Regions from separate parts of the Mus musculus genome. Here region 2 is linked to region 1. A link is a contact called in public promoter capture Hi-C data. All regions are on one chromosome and are shown on one strand. Each heading gives the region's core, a stretch centred on a gene start, on an enhancer-like site or on the middle of the called end of the contact. The rest is flanking DNA. Distances are from core to core; before and after follow the strand shown. Region 1 holds the start of Slco3a1 (solute carrier organic anion transporter family, member 3a1). Region 2 holds the start of Klhl25 (kelch-like 25).

Region 1 (6,928 bases), core at 1,137-3,636:
CCCCCAACGCATCAGACTTTCCATCACGGACAGACAGAAGTGACCAGATACCACCAGCTGGTGGATAGAATGCCTCCTGTCCTATCCTTGTCCTGCGATGCACGGTGACCCCTCACCTCCCAAGGCCAGACACAATGGAAGCCTTTTAACTTTCTAAAAGAACAAAGGCTACTCCTCTGCTTAAGGCTCTTCTTCACTTCCTTCTAAAACCCTAAGCCACTAGAAGTGCAAACTCCTAATCTCAGATGTTCATCATTCCTGGGATGATGAAGTCCAGCCTTGCTGTTTTTGCCACATGTGAATACCACACCCTTAATGGAGCCTGGTGTAAGGCAAAGAAGCTGTTAAACAGGAGCCAGCTGTTGATCGAATAAACTGCCTCTTTTTACACGAAGACCTGCTTAGATATAATTTAGTTTGCATATGCTTCGGTACGGAGTCACACTTATCAGTAGGAATGTGCATTTGCCTCTAGAGACACATGTAACTTCTAAGTGTTTTAACAGTCAAATCTCTTCTTTAAAAAAGCTGCTTCTCCAAACATCATCATCCTCACCAAGCAAAGGCCACAGTCTACAGCTTAGTATGACAACCACAGAGAAAAGGAATACGTTTGGGAAAACAGAATACTCAAATGTTCTTTTGGCCCCAGGGTTCAGGGACAATATTATACACAAGACAGAAATGGGGAGTTAAAAACTGTTTATCTGGGAAAGGGTGACAAAAATGCATACGATTTCTCAAATGCTCTACAGTTCAGTCACCCCAGGAACAGAATTGACTCTGTAGAGCCCCACCCCCACTTCCAAGTCACCACATAACTATCTTTAACCAAGCGCTATGTCCCTTCATCTTATTAGCCTGTAGGAGCCTTGGGAAACTGTTGAGAGTTCTGGCTACTCAGCGTCTGGCCCTCATTAACTTTAACCCTGGGCCAGGAATGAGGGATTCATGATAGCATCAGGATACACATAGCTCTATCTCTGGATGTGGTTATCCAACCGCTTTTGAAATCTTGTCCAATTCGATCTCCATCAAATGTGCTCACTAACACTTAAAATCTATGACATTTGATTCCAGTTTCAGGTCAATAGCCAAGTAATGATTTAACACTATCCACTCGAAGACATCTTTTCCTGGGTAGACAGAATAGGTCTGGAAGTGCACTGTCTGAAACTCAAGTGCGGACCACCTGAGCAAGACAGAAGAAAGCGACAAAGTAGGTACTTGGTAATCCTTACAAGTGGATTCCCTGGGCATAGTAGGTGTCCATGGGCCTTTGGGCATCAATAATCCCTTTCTGGAGACAAATAAAGCAAATACATATTGTACAGATGATCCACTCCCCGTGTGGGCGAGCGACCATGATGGGGAATTAAGGTAGAACTACAGAAACTCGCAGCTGCTCTCCAGGTACTATAACTTTATCCCTCCACAGAAAGATGGCTATTGGGATCTGGGTGGGACTAGTCCCCCTGCAGTTACCGCTGAGCTCAGGGCCACACTCGGGCGCCTTTTAAATTCCCCCAGCAATTGGTGGATGGAGAAAGAGCCAGGGGGAAAAAAGATGCATAATGATTCGTTCACCGGGCGGATGAAACGGAGAGTAGAGGACGCAGGATGCTAACTGGCTTTTCCTCCCATGTGCAGGTCACCTGAACCGCGATGCCTTCCAGTCTCTGAGGAGGCTCCCTGAACTCGCCATATGGCTCCGTTTTCAAGAGGGGAGAAGAAACAGTTTCATGCCCACCTGCCTGCGGCATCTCCTTTCAGGCACCCCTTCCCTAGCCCCTGCCCGGCGCGCGAGCTGCCGGCATCCACGGTCCCGCCCGCTCCGAGCTCCGGCCGGCAGCTCCCCCGGCGGCCGCCTCTGCACCAGTCGCCAACCTCCGTGCCGGGCCGAGGTCATGCCCGCCTGCCCCCGGAGCCGGCGAGGCCCCTTCCCGGTGCCAGGCGGCAAGCCCGAGAAGCGCCGGCAGGGAAGGGGGTCCGCCGCAGAGTTGGCACCCGGACTCACCAGGTAGGCGCCCACCGTACCCTGCGCCAGCATCAAGGCGCACTCAGACACCAGGAAGATCTTGATGTTGGAGAAGCAGGACACCTTCTTTTTCTTCTTCTTGTTCCTCTGCGCCTCGTCCCCCTGCAGCTCGCCGCTCCGGCCGCCGCCCGACGAGCCGCCCGGCTTCTTTCCCTGCATCCTTCCCCCGCCGCCGCCGCCGCCGCCGCTTTCCCGCTCGCCCCGGGTGTCGTGGCCGTTGCCGGGCGGGGGTGCGTGCCGCGAGGCTGCGTACTGTCCCCGCCCCGGGCCCGCGGCGGCCGCCCCCGTCCTGCCGCGGCTAGAGAGGTTGAAGGCTCCGCTCCTCGCTGCCGCCGCGCTAGCTCCCTTCCTCCTCCTCCTCCTTCTCCTCCTCCTCCTCCTCCGCCCTCCCTTCGCCGCCTCCTCCGGCTCGGGCTGTGCCAATCACAGGGACTCCTCGCGTCGCCCGCTGCTGCCGCCGCCTAGCCTCTCTCGGACTCTCGCCGTTGCCTTCACCGGCTTCCCCTGGCCCGCCGGCTTCGCTTGCCTTCACCCCTAGCGCCCCAAGCCCGGGCCGGGGCCTGATCGCCGCCTTGAGCCCCGGGCTGCGCCGCTACTGGCTGCGGGTGCGTCCCTGGGAGGCACGAGGGGACCTGCTTGGGGCACTAAGGGCTTGCTGATGGTCAAGGCCGGCGGGGTCTAACTACCCAGCGAAACTGCAAAATCCAGGAGTCCTGGTGGGGTAGGAGGCTGAGCGAGGAAGGTGCTACCCGGCCACTAGGAGGCATTGTGGGGCCCAGGGCACCAAGGCGGAAACTGGGTGGTACTAGGACTAGCAATGAGGTGCAGAGATGGGAGTATCCAGGCACCCTACTTCTAGTGCGGGTACCGGACTGCTAAGGCCGGAGAGAAGAAGCAATTTTCATAAAGAGAGTATCGCAGGAGCTGTATTCGGCTTGGTTTAGGGATTTCTAAGGACAGACGTTGTGCTCTGGGGCTCTGGAAGATGCCGAGATAGGAGCTGCCATTGGCTCCTTTGGTTTGCCAGCCTCTGCTCCTGCATTCAGTGGCTACTGGACATATCTAAACCGCCCATTCCCCGAAAATGGGAGAAAGAAACAGAACCTCTGAGAAGGGAAGTTAGAGCTTCAGGGAGTCTCACATCTTCCCCCAGCCTCCAAGTACAGGCAACTGCAGATCACAAGGACCCCAGCAGAGGGCCTTGTTTAGTTCTCCAGCGGCCTGCGGTTGGAGTTCAGGAAGGGATGAGCCACAAGCCTGCTGTGTCCCCACCCCTCTCCTGACTATTGTGGCCCTCCCTGGCTTGGCCTGAAGGTCAGCATGCAGCAGAGCCAATTGTCATCAGTCCTCCGCCCCTTGCTCCCCAGCATTCCCTAGGATTTTGGTCCACAAGGCGCCTCTGATAGGATGTACTGATTCAGGCAGCAGCGTTTGGAAGCTAAGAGAAAAGTGGATACGAACAGAAAATACCTAGCATTGTTGTCCACGTTAGTGATGGAGAAGCCAAAGCCTATTTGGAGAACTTTTCCTTGCTTTCCCAAGGGCCTATATCCCAATGCCAAGGCTTACATTCAATAGTGCATAGCAATTAGCACCGGCCATAATTTCTACTTTCTTCCAGAGAAATTGAGTAAGAATAGACGGTGGCACAGTGGGGGTGTGTTGTTTGCCTTACCATTTAAATATAAATTGCTTCATCCATCTGTCTTCCAGACATGACCTCACCTAGTCTTGGTGTGGTTTTCAATGTGCCTCCCCTTGTCTGGGGTACCTTCGGCCTAAATTACTCTCTGGCATCACTCTCTACAGTGTTCTTCTCTACCAGTGGTATTGTATCCTGGAGTTGTTAGGGTCAAAGCCTGTGTCCTGGCAGCCCTAAGAAGCTAGGCTCAGCCCCCTGTCTTCGGAATGCCAACTGAAGGAGCAAGTAACAAAAGAAGAGAAGAAAGATTATTCATTGTGGCTCCATTGGGAAGAAGAACAAATAGACAGGTCTAGTGATCTCCCCACTCTCTAACTGATTCTTCCATGTTCTGCATGAGCTTTAGGTACAAAAGGATATGAATCACTAAGTAGTCCAGGTCAAGGTACAGTCTTGCCCATCATTAACCCATCAACATCTGGGCTCCAGTCTGCTATGGGTGGTCTGACAAATTGTCAACTAGCTCTGCCAACTACCTTCCTGGAAGACAAGCTCCTCCTGTGGCTGGCACCTTGATCTTCTGGCAGCTTGAGATTGGTAGAGGAATTCCAATTCCTTCAGGACTGTTAATTCAATAGTCTGGTAGCCAAAAAGGGGGGGGGGGGCACACTTGTCTCTGGGCTCGTGTGTGGCTCTATTACACCATGGCTGAAATCCTTACTGTTTGGCTGTACCTTTCCCATCTCTGCCACCTCTGGGTATGCATTGCCAACCTTCTTTGGATCTTTTGCTTCTTGTTCTTGATCTTTCTCATGACTCTGCCCTTACATAGTCCCTCCTCACTAACCCTGATTCCTTTGGTGAGCTGGAAGACAGGGGGAATCTCCCTCTGAATGAGTCACAAGGCTGAAGGTTGAAATATCGGGGTGTGTTAGTCTTTGAGACTCATTTACATACCCTGCAATCACACAAATACCGATGTTCATTTTGTGCTTGCCTTGACCAAGCCCTCAGTATAGAGCAGCACCTTACCATAACCCCACAGCAACCTTCTAAACTAGATGGTGCACTTAGCCTTGTTCAGGGAGAAAACTGAGATCTAGGAAGGGGAACTAACTTGACCCATGCCACCCACTCACTCAGTCAAGGTTGGCAGAGCCAACAAAATGTCTACTGTTTCATCCTGCAGTCCTACCAGGAAGGTGAGAGTCACACCGTTCTCCTTAAAGGCAGAAATTCAGAGAGATGTAGTAGCTAGCCCAAAGTCACACACCAAATTGGAACAGGACTTCTGTCTCAGCCCGGGCTCTCTGCTTCAAATCACTTTGCCTCATGTAGACTCAGGGGAAGGCAACTTGACTTTATTTTAGATTTATAACATGAACTATCTTTAAATAAATTAGGCATAAATGCTGTCAGAGGTAGGGTTCTAGATTATGCATGTCTGTTCTTCCTGTCATTAATAGTAGCTGAGTATGAGTGCCATAATGCATCAGAAGATTTAGGAATCCACCAGGCTAGCTGCAGGCTTACAGTGTGGAAGAAGGAATTTTGAGCACTTAGTTCAATGCCCTTCCTCCTTTACTTGTCTTAGTCAAAACTGTGGCTCTAGGGTGATGGGATAGGTTTGTGGGCAAGAAGTACTTCCATTTTGCCATCCCCGACACACAAAGGAAGCAGGAGAAAACTAGCCACTATTGGGTCTGTTTGCACAACTCACCAAAGAAGCTTATCAAGTGGTTCTTTGACAGCTAATACCTTGAGAAAAAGTGACAAGTGGCTTTGTGGCCAAGGATGGAACCTGCACGGTCTAGCAGGAATTGATAGGGGACTGAATGAGAAGAGAAAGGAGAAAGGAAGATCCAGACCAGGGGCTTAGCTCTCCCGATGCCAGGGTCACCCCCCCCCCCCACACACACACCACTGTTAGAAATAGACAGTCCACAGTGACTTGGAGAGTAAGAAAATCAGAGCCTACAGTCCCAGGGCATTTCCTCAACAAGATGGCCTTTATATTGCCATAGAGAAACTGGAAACATTCCAGGGGCCACCTGAGGTTGTTTTTGGTCTACCTATCCCCTAGTGGTTAGTAGTAAATTTAGGAATGGGTCAGTGGTCAGTGTCCACAGAGACCTTGCACTTCTTTTGGATTTTCAACTACTTCTCTGGACCAGGTAACTCTTTAGAGTTACAAAGAGAATATTGCTAGTACGACCTTGGCTCTCAAATTCTTGTTAAGTTGGCTAATGACAGTATTCTGGGTATTGGAAAGCCACACAATCTTGAAATGTGACCCAGGAAAGCCAGAAGATTTGCTGACATGGAAAAACAAATTGACCTTGGAGTCCTAAAATATTAACATGAATAGGTAAATATGAGTGGTTAGTATTTGGAGAACTTGCCTCTTCCACTGAAGAAGAGAAGTGGGTTAAATTTTTTTGTGAATACACACACACACACACACACACACACACACACATTTTCACACCACATACACACATGCAATCACACATGCACACACAGAGACACAAACACACATATGCACACACACATAGACACAATCTCTCACACACTTACACACAAAATAACACAATCTTCCACTGTCACTGGGCTGTGGCAAGATTTCACAGCAAGTGGCCTCGATGTAAGTCAACTCACTGAGAAACTATTGTTCAAGTAATTCACATGAGTCATCTTTGCAGCTCAATTTTGTTCACAGGCAAATACAAGGTTGAAAAATAAATTCATAGAATGATGTCTGATTGTCATTGGAATGGAAAAATAGATGTTGAGTTTCTTACACTGCAGATGCCATATTTTTTTCAAAAGATATATGTATGTGTGTGTGTGTGTGTGTGTGTGTGTGTGTGTGTAAATTTAAAAACTATATATGTGTATACGGTATGTAATACACACACACACACAGAGTGTTTTTTTTTTTTAATTTACCAATCACATACTATGTTCACCCAAGGATAGAATTAAAGTGAGGCTAACTCCTCTGGCTTGAAAATAGTGTTTGTGCTGAGCTGAAGTTTGCTTCTATTCCTTATAGTCTTTCTTTTCCCCATACCAGTTTGCCTGACAATATCTGCCTAACACATCCTCTGTTAACTACCCACTATATTCTGAGATTTATATTTAATTATCTCTCTTAATTTAAATATGTCCTGAAGAATAAAACGGATAAGCATATATGTGGATCAATCTTCAACCAGGTGAGTCCGGAATTCATGTGGAAAAGGAGA
Region 2 (6,928 bases), core at 1,134-3,633, 1.3 Mb after region 1:
TCACAGATAGGGGGATGCTCCAGGGTCTGTGCTAATGCTGAGGCAGATGGCAAAACAGGCTCATTTCTTTCTTTCCTGGCTTCCTCTCTAAATTCAATAACTCAATACATGTTCTTGGCTCTGATTTCTTTTTATTGGCTATATTTGCTTTTAATGTATGCCACTACCTAATTTAGGCCCCAGAGTTGAAGACTGAAACAGTGATAATGTGAGCCAGATTTCTGATGCTTGGCATGTGTAAGTTCACAGACAGTCTTAAAAAAAAATACTCAATGCTTATGAACTTGCTAAGAATCAATTTTGCATGGGAGGCTTCATCCAAGCAATAATTATATAAATGCTTTTGCTTTAGGAAATTGGCAGGGCACCTATAACTATAAATGCTGACTGTCATTCATTTAATGAAACAATTATTTGATGCTGCCCTGTCCCTTTGGAAAGTTTCTTGCCAGCACATTAGACCACCGATCAGCTCTGGCCAAGGCTCCTCTTAAATATGGGAACCCTTCCATCTTAAATGTCTCCAGATCTAGGCGGTATGGAGACACCCTCTTGAGCATTTACTGGCTCCCAAGCCCTCCATCTTTACAATAATCCTGTAGGAAAGGTTTAATGATACTCCTTCTGCCTGCAAGAACCATCCATCAGAGCATCACATAGTGGGGTGTGGTGCGGTGAGAAGAAAGAAGCCGATGGAACTTCAAGACCAGATTACAAGGTCTCAGAATTATAGCACACAGGCAGGCAGGCAGGCAGGCAGGCAGGCAGGCAGGCAGGCAGGCAGTCTCTCTCTCTCTCTCTCTCTCTCTCTCTGACATAGAAATCTAGAAAATATCCTCCCTCCCTTTTTTTTTTTTTTTTCCTTTAAGACAGGGTTTCTCTGTGTAGCCCTGGCTGTCCTGGAATCAACTTTATAGATCAGCTGGTGTGGAAATCAGATTGGCATTCCTCTGCCTTGTGTGCTGGGGTTAAAGGAGTAAGCCCCCACCGCCCAGGTCTAGTAACTCTTTTAATTAATTAATTAAATGTATGTGAGTACACTGTAGCTGTACAGATGGTTGTGAACCTTCATGTGGTTGTTGGGAATTGAATTTTTAGAGTCTCTGCTCGCTCCGGCCCAAAGATTTATTATTATACATAAGTACACTGTAGCTGACTTCAGACGCACCAGAAGAGGGCGTTCTCATTACAGGTGGTTGTGAGCGCCACTCCCCAGCTCATCTAGTAACTCTTAAATGAACTAATGGATGCGTTGGGCAAGTGTGATGTCTACTCTTGATCCTCAACTTGATTATATCTGGAGTAGCTAAAACCCAAGCAGCTGGGCTCACCTGTGAGGGATTTTTTCCTGGTTGGATCATTTGAGATAGGAAGACCCTTTTTTTTTTTTTTTTGAGCCAATTTCATTCTTTTTTTTTTTTCCATTTTTTATTAGGTATTTAGCTCATTTACATTTCCAATGCTATACCAAAAGTCCCCCATATCCACCCACCCCCGAAGACCCACCCTAAATCTGGGCACCTTCTAGCGGCAGCCTGGAAAAAGGACCTGGAAGAAGCAAGCTTTTGCTCTTTGTCTGCCCTTAAGTTTCACAGGTAGGGTCATTCTTTCATTGTATTATAGCCAACTTCTTCTGAATTCCAAGGTATACTGAAGACCAGCTGAAGCATCCAGCCTCGTGGACTGACAGTTGGACTCTCAGACGTTATATCCGGAGACAGCCATTGTTGGGCTACCCCGGCCACAGCCTGAAAGTTACTCTAATAAATTCCATATGTGTGTTGTATGTATGTATGTATGTATGTATGTATGTATAGATATAGATTTACTCTATCAGTTTTGTACCGCTGAGAGTTCTAATAGTGAAGGATATTTGAAGGGTTAAAAAAAAGTTTAGGAAGAAATTTCCACCGGCTTGACAGAACAGCTGAAGCTTAAAGTCCTCTCCCTTGAAATCTGGGAATTCCCAGTATAGACAGGGATTCGTGTCTGTAGAAATTCCCTCGCATCGAAACTAGCCGGGAGGGAAAAAGGATTTCCTTAACATAGGAGCGATTAGATTGCTGGTCTTTAAAAAGATCAACAACGGCTGTGATTCGGTAACAGAAAGAAGAATGCGTGTGATCGACAAAGACCTTCCTTAAGAGAAGCTCTAGAACAGGTCGTGTTGCTTTCTCCCAACTCTGGCCACCAGAACAGAAAGGCAATGGCCTGTCCCTTTAAGAATCTGGTGGCAGTCGCTTTCCTCTCCCCGCCCCGCCTTCCGCGGCACCGATGGCCTGGACGACCGTCCCTTTCTTCTCACGCGACTGTATTACGGGTCAGTCGACCCATCCGTCACAGAGGCGCGGTTTATGATTGGTTGCTGCGCTTCGGGCCGCGAGGCGGGGCGGGAAGGCCGGAGAAACTAGTTTGTTGGCAGCGCCCGTGCGGTTCGGCTACGGGATCGCGGCCGGGACTGGTGAGCCGGCCGGGGGCGGCGGCAGCGGCGGGGACTGCAGAGCCTGTGGGGCCGCACGGTGAGGATCAGGTCGGAACTTGTCACCGGGACAGCGAGCGATCCTGCTCGAGGATCGCCGGGCAGGGCGTAGGACCGCAGGCCCAGTTCACTGGGTCGGGGAAGTGGGTGCTGACCTGGGAGCGCCCCTCGATCGAGCTTGGGGACCCCGTACTGTTATGTTCAGAGCTCCCGCCAAGGGAATGAATTGTTTTCCAAACGGATGTTACGCGCAGGAGCGGCTACCCTCTCCCGGGAGTGTTTGATTCATTGAGTCCGCTGATTCTCTTTTTTAAAAAAATTACTATTGATCCTAGAAAGAGGAAACTGCTTGTCTTCGAGGATGCGAACCGTGCAGCTTTGTGCACACACCTAGCCAAGGTCCCCGCGACTTGCTTGTACCTAGCCAGGGCCGAGGGGTTAAACCAGGGAAGAGTAGACAGCAGGGCCTGGCCGTGTGGCCCGCAGCATAGGGTCCTTCCTGTCTGGAAAGTTGTCTATCAAGGGAGAGTGGTGACACTCCCGGAGCCATACGCCCCTACCTACCCAGGTGGTGGCCGATCTGGCAGGGCCGTAGCAAGTAGTCCACCCCCCCCTCCCCCCGCCATCCCATTCCCCTCCTCCCATGCGTTGCCCTGGCGCGAGAATTCCGCTGTGGTCTGCAAATCCCCACTGGACTAGTCTCCTTCATAGCTGTATTAGAAGCTTTTTCCTACTCGGGAATTGTGCCTACTGGGGCACCAGACACTTGGGTGCAAGTGCCTCAAGGACCTCAAAGTGGATTCTCACAGTCTTACTTTTTTTTCTTTTTTTCCTCTCCCGGTTTTAGTCTTGTTATAAACGTCAGGCCAGCCTTGAGCATGAAATCTCTGGTCCCAGTCTCCTGAGAGCTGGGTTTATAAGCAAGTGCCACCTTACCAATCTGGGAGACTTTCTAGAGACTCGAGCACAGGAAGTTGGGGGGAGGGGCGGACTCTCGGGGGCTTTGTAGTTCATCTGTACTTTGGGGAGACCAGAGGCCAAGTTGCTTTGGCCAAGGTTCATTGGGCACTAGTTCTCCCTCCATGCTCAGGGCAGGACAAGGTATGCCAGATGTCTGGGCTCTTCACCCCTGGAGTAAGACGGGGAGGGAGGGGCACTTGGCACCTGACCCTCTAGTTTGCTGAGCCTCTTTCATAAGCGGCACAGTTATGCTGGGAGGACTTTTTATGGGTGTTGCTGAAAGCTTGTGTCAGGGGACAGAGGAGGGAGGACCCACGGTGCTCTTATCCTACAGTAGATTTGGTCCCTCTAAGACAGGGTTGTGGAGATCACAGGCTTTGTCTGTGGAGATGGGCAAAGTCACTTTTGTCCCAGCCCTGTAATTATTGATATTTCAGCTGAGTCCTTTATCAGCAAGCCAGTCCAGGGAGATTGTTCAAAAAAATTGTGGAGGATGGACAGACGAAATCTTTTTCATGGGCATCGAACTGCAACTGGGTTCCTTGCGCCATGCAGCGGTGCAGGATCCGTGTGCAAGTTGTGTGTTCCACGGTGGCTCAGTTCCTGTTGATGGCATCTTAAGCCTGTGCCACCAGTGTAGGGAGAGAAAAGTAGGAAGACAAAAAGAAATGCCCCCGTGTGCGCTGTAAAGTAAATGCATCCTTCCTGTCTTAGAGGGAGGAGGGCGGCCTGGAGCAGTGAGCTTGCTATGTATGCAGAGACGGCTTTAGTCAAACTAATCATTTGAGCAGATGATATTGAGACCCTGCTTTCAGAAAGGAGGAGGTGCTGGCTCATGGATGGGGACCTTGATACATCAGTTTGCAGAACCCCAGGGAGCAGGTAACAGGAAGCTGGAGAGAAGGATGAAGGCTTCTTGGAGAGAGAAAAGGAAAGCCAGCATGAGCCTACCAAACCTTCATTCCATGCCCTGGTTGCAGCCATTTTTTCTAGCCATCCATCCACACTCTCCCAGGGCCAGCTCTAGGATGGGCAGCTGTCCAGGTTCATTGGAGGACCTGGCTTCCCAGCAGCTTCTGGGGGCTCCTGCTCACCAGCTCACTGCCTGGGCCCTGAGTTCTTTATTAGCTGGCAGTGTCAGTGTGCCCTGGGCAGGACACACACACACACACACACACACACACACACACACCCCTATAGAGCTGGCACAAGCCAACAGTGGTGGGCCACAAATGAATTGGCCGATTGAAATGCTAATGCAGTAAGTCCTCTAATGTGGTAAATTTCATAATTGAGTTGCCTTGCTGATCTGCCAGTGAATCCTTTTCGAGGCCAGGAAACACTTGGGAGCTATGTGAGGATGGCCAGGCAGAGGCAGAACTTAAGCATCCCAGCGTACAGAAACCGCATCCCAGCAGGACTTGTGATGAGTCTGCTGCTGTCTGGCTGCCACTGCAGGCTTTTTCTCCTTCTCAGCAACCGTGCCCATGCCCTGAGAACCCTCTGCTGGCACCAGCTCTAAAGACATCTGAAGCTGACACCTGCCTGCCCTGCCAGGTGTCTCTGGGGCTTGTTAGGACTTGGGAGCAGACACTAAAGGGACAGAAAGGGACTCTGAGGTTGGCAGGGCTGCCCCTTAAGTCCCTTCAGCACAGGGTGAGTGGAAGGAGCTCAGGCTCTGGTTGACCTGGGTTCAAATGCTGCCCGTGTCACTGTGAGGCCTCCTGGAGGAGGGTGTAGGTGACAACCTGCACTGTACAGCTCATCCTGAAATGGTGTCTGGCTTCTAGTGGGCTGCTCGTGCCCACCTCCCTGTCCCCTTTGCTCTGTCCTCCTGACACAGCATGGAGGTGTTAATCTCTTTCTTGCTCTTAAACCTTTCCCCAGCCCTGCCTTGGTTCCCCCTTGGATGATAAGAGGTAAGCAACTGTGTCCTGTTCTTCTAAGTGACAGTACCCTGGGCTGAGATGTGCTCATTGACGAGTGCTTGCCTGCCGTGCATAAAGCCCGGGATCAATCCAGGCAGCGAGGCTCACACCTGTGCTCAGCCCTTGGCAAGCGAAGGGAGGAGGAGCAGGAGTTCAAGGTGAGCTTGGGGAGCACACAGCACACAGCACTGTCTCAGAGAGGTGCTAGGGTATAAACACCGTTAATCCCAGAACTCAAAGTGCTGCCAGGGCGGGCAGATACGGAACAGTTAGGGATACGAGTGAGATCCTGTCTCAAAAAACCTGTTAGCTTTGTGGTTTTAGAAATCCAAGTTAGAGCTAGGTGTGGTGGTGTGGTGGTGCGCATCTTTAGTCCCAGCATTTTGACTCCTAGGCAGAGGTTAGCTGGGGCTATACAGTGAGAGCTTGTGTCAAACATGTTAACTGAGAAATTGCACTGTACTTTCCAGGAATTCATAAAATCCTGAGTCTTTTTCCATCCACACTGATCTGCCCCCAAGTTCTGTAGACTCTGTAGGGTTACTCTACTTCAGCTCAGCCGAGGCCTGAGGCTACCTCCACCTTCAGCCCACAGTAGGAGCCCTCAGACCTGGAAGCTGTTGTAGGAAGGACACTGCCTAGTAACTGTATGTAGATCCCCTTGCCACTGTGGGTTCAGGTAGATGCTTTCCAGGGTGTTCCTGTAACTCTTTCATTGTCATGTCCCAGGTTCTTGCAAGCTCTCAATGCTAAGCCTTTGTGAGGCTTTCGAGTCGGGCCTTGTGCAGGAGGAGTTGGAGAATCAGCCTGTGATAGGCAGTGTCAGACAATGCAGAAATCGAGAGCTGGGTGGGCGCTGTGGGCATCAGGGTCTTTCCTTTTTCCACCTGTAGAATAAGGTCTCCAAGCACAAGCTTTCAGCTCCCTTATCTCTGAGTGGAGACTGAGGTCTCCAAAGGGACGGGGCTCTCCCTCCTCCCTTCCAGCCTCCCCTAGTCCCATAACTGCTCCTCAGCGGGGCTGCTCTGTGAAACTGGGTCAGGGAAGCACCGGTGTAGACCCAGGGGGAGTAGGCATGGGCTCAAAGGAGGGTGCCAGGCAGATGACTCATTCCCAAGGTTTCCCTTGGCTTGTCCTGGGCAGAGAACTGGACATCAAGTGCGGGAGGATCTGGGTGACCCCCTCTCCCTAGTTTCTGGGATGTCTCCTGGGCACAGAGCCAAGGGGGAGAGATGGACAAAGAGCTCAGAGAAGCAAAAGGGATTATAGGGAGCCCAGGGGGGCAGGAGGAGGCAGAGTGCCAGGCGTTGGCAAGGATATGCCTGCAAGACCAGTTGGATGGCTCCTCCTGCAGAGCAGGGCCGTGGGAGAGCTGTGGCTGCCTCAGCACAGCTTGAGGAGGACCACATCTCCCTGGCTCTCACCCCACCCACCTCAGCCTTGTGGGCAGGAGTAGACTGCAGGGATGTGGGTGTGTGTGTGTGTGGGGGGGGGGAAACAATGCCTAGCTCTTTCTCCCCGTCCTTGTTGGTACCCAGAAGGGTCAGAACAATGATCAATC

The links. Capture Hi-C pulls out chosen DNA fragments and counts their contacts.
Region 2: a contact with region 1 is called in a promoter capture Hi-C map of adipose tissue, with 2.5 times the contacts expected there. The contact joins the promoter of Klhl25 here to the promoter of Slco3a1 in region 1. A contact is called at or near these places in 4 of 39 promoter capture datasets (cranial neural crest, frontonasal cranial neural crest, hematopoietic stem and progenitor cells and 1 more), 1 of 484 Hi-C or Micro-C datasets (CD4 T cells) and 1 of 9 other capture datasets (adipose tissue).

What each region holds. Positions count from the first base shown.
Region 1 is chr7:74,552,394-74,559,321 of GRCm38.p6, forward strand. Slco3a1 (solute carrier organic anion transporter family, member 3a1) reads right to left here and starts at 2,387. Exons shown (of 10, transcript NM_023908.2): 1 at 2,018-2,387. The coding sequence starts at 2,197.
Region 2 is chr7:75,845,955-75,852,882 of GRCm38.p6, forward strand. Klhl25 (kelch-like 25) reads left to right here and starts at 2,384. Exons shown (of 3, transcript NM_001122780.1): 1 at 2,384-2,519. It overlaps Gm51489 (a long non-coding RNA gene), which reads left to right. Exons shown (of 3, transcript XR_003946804.1): 3 at 1,646-1,758.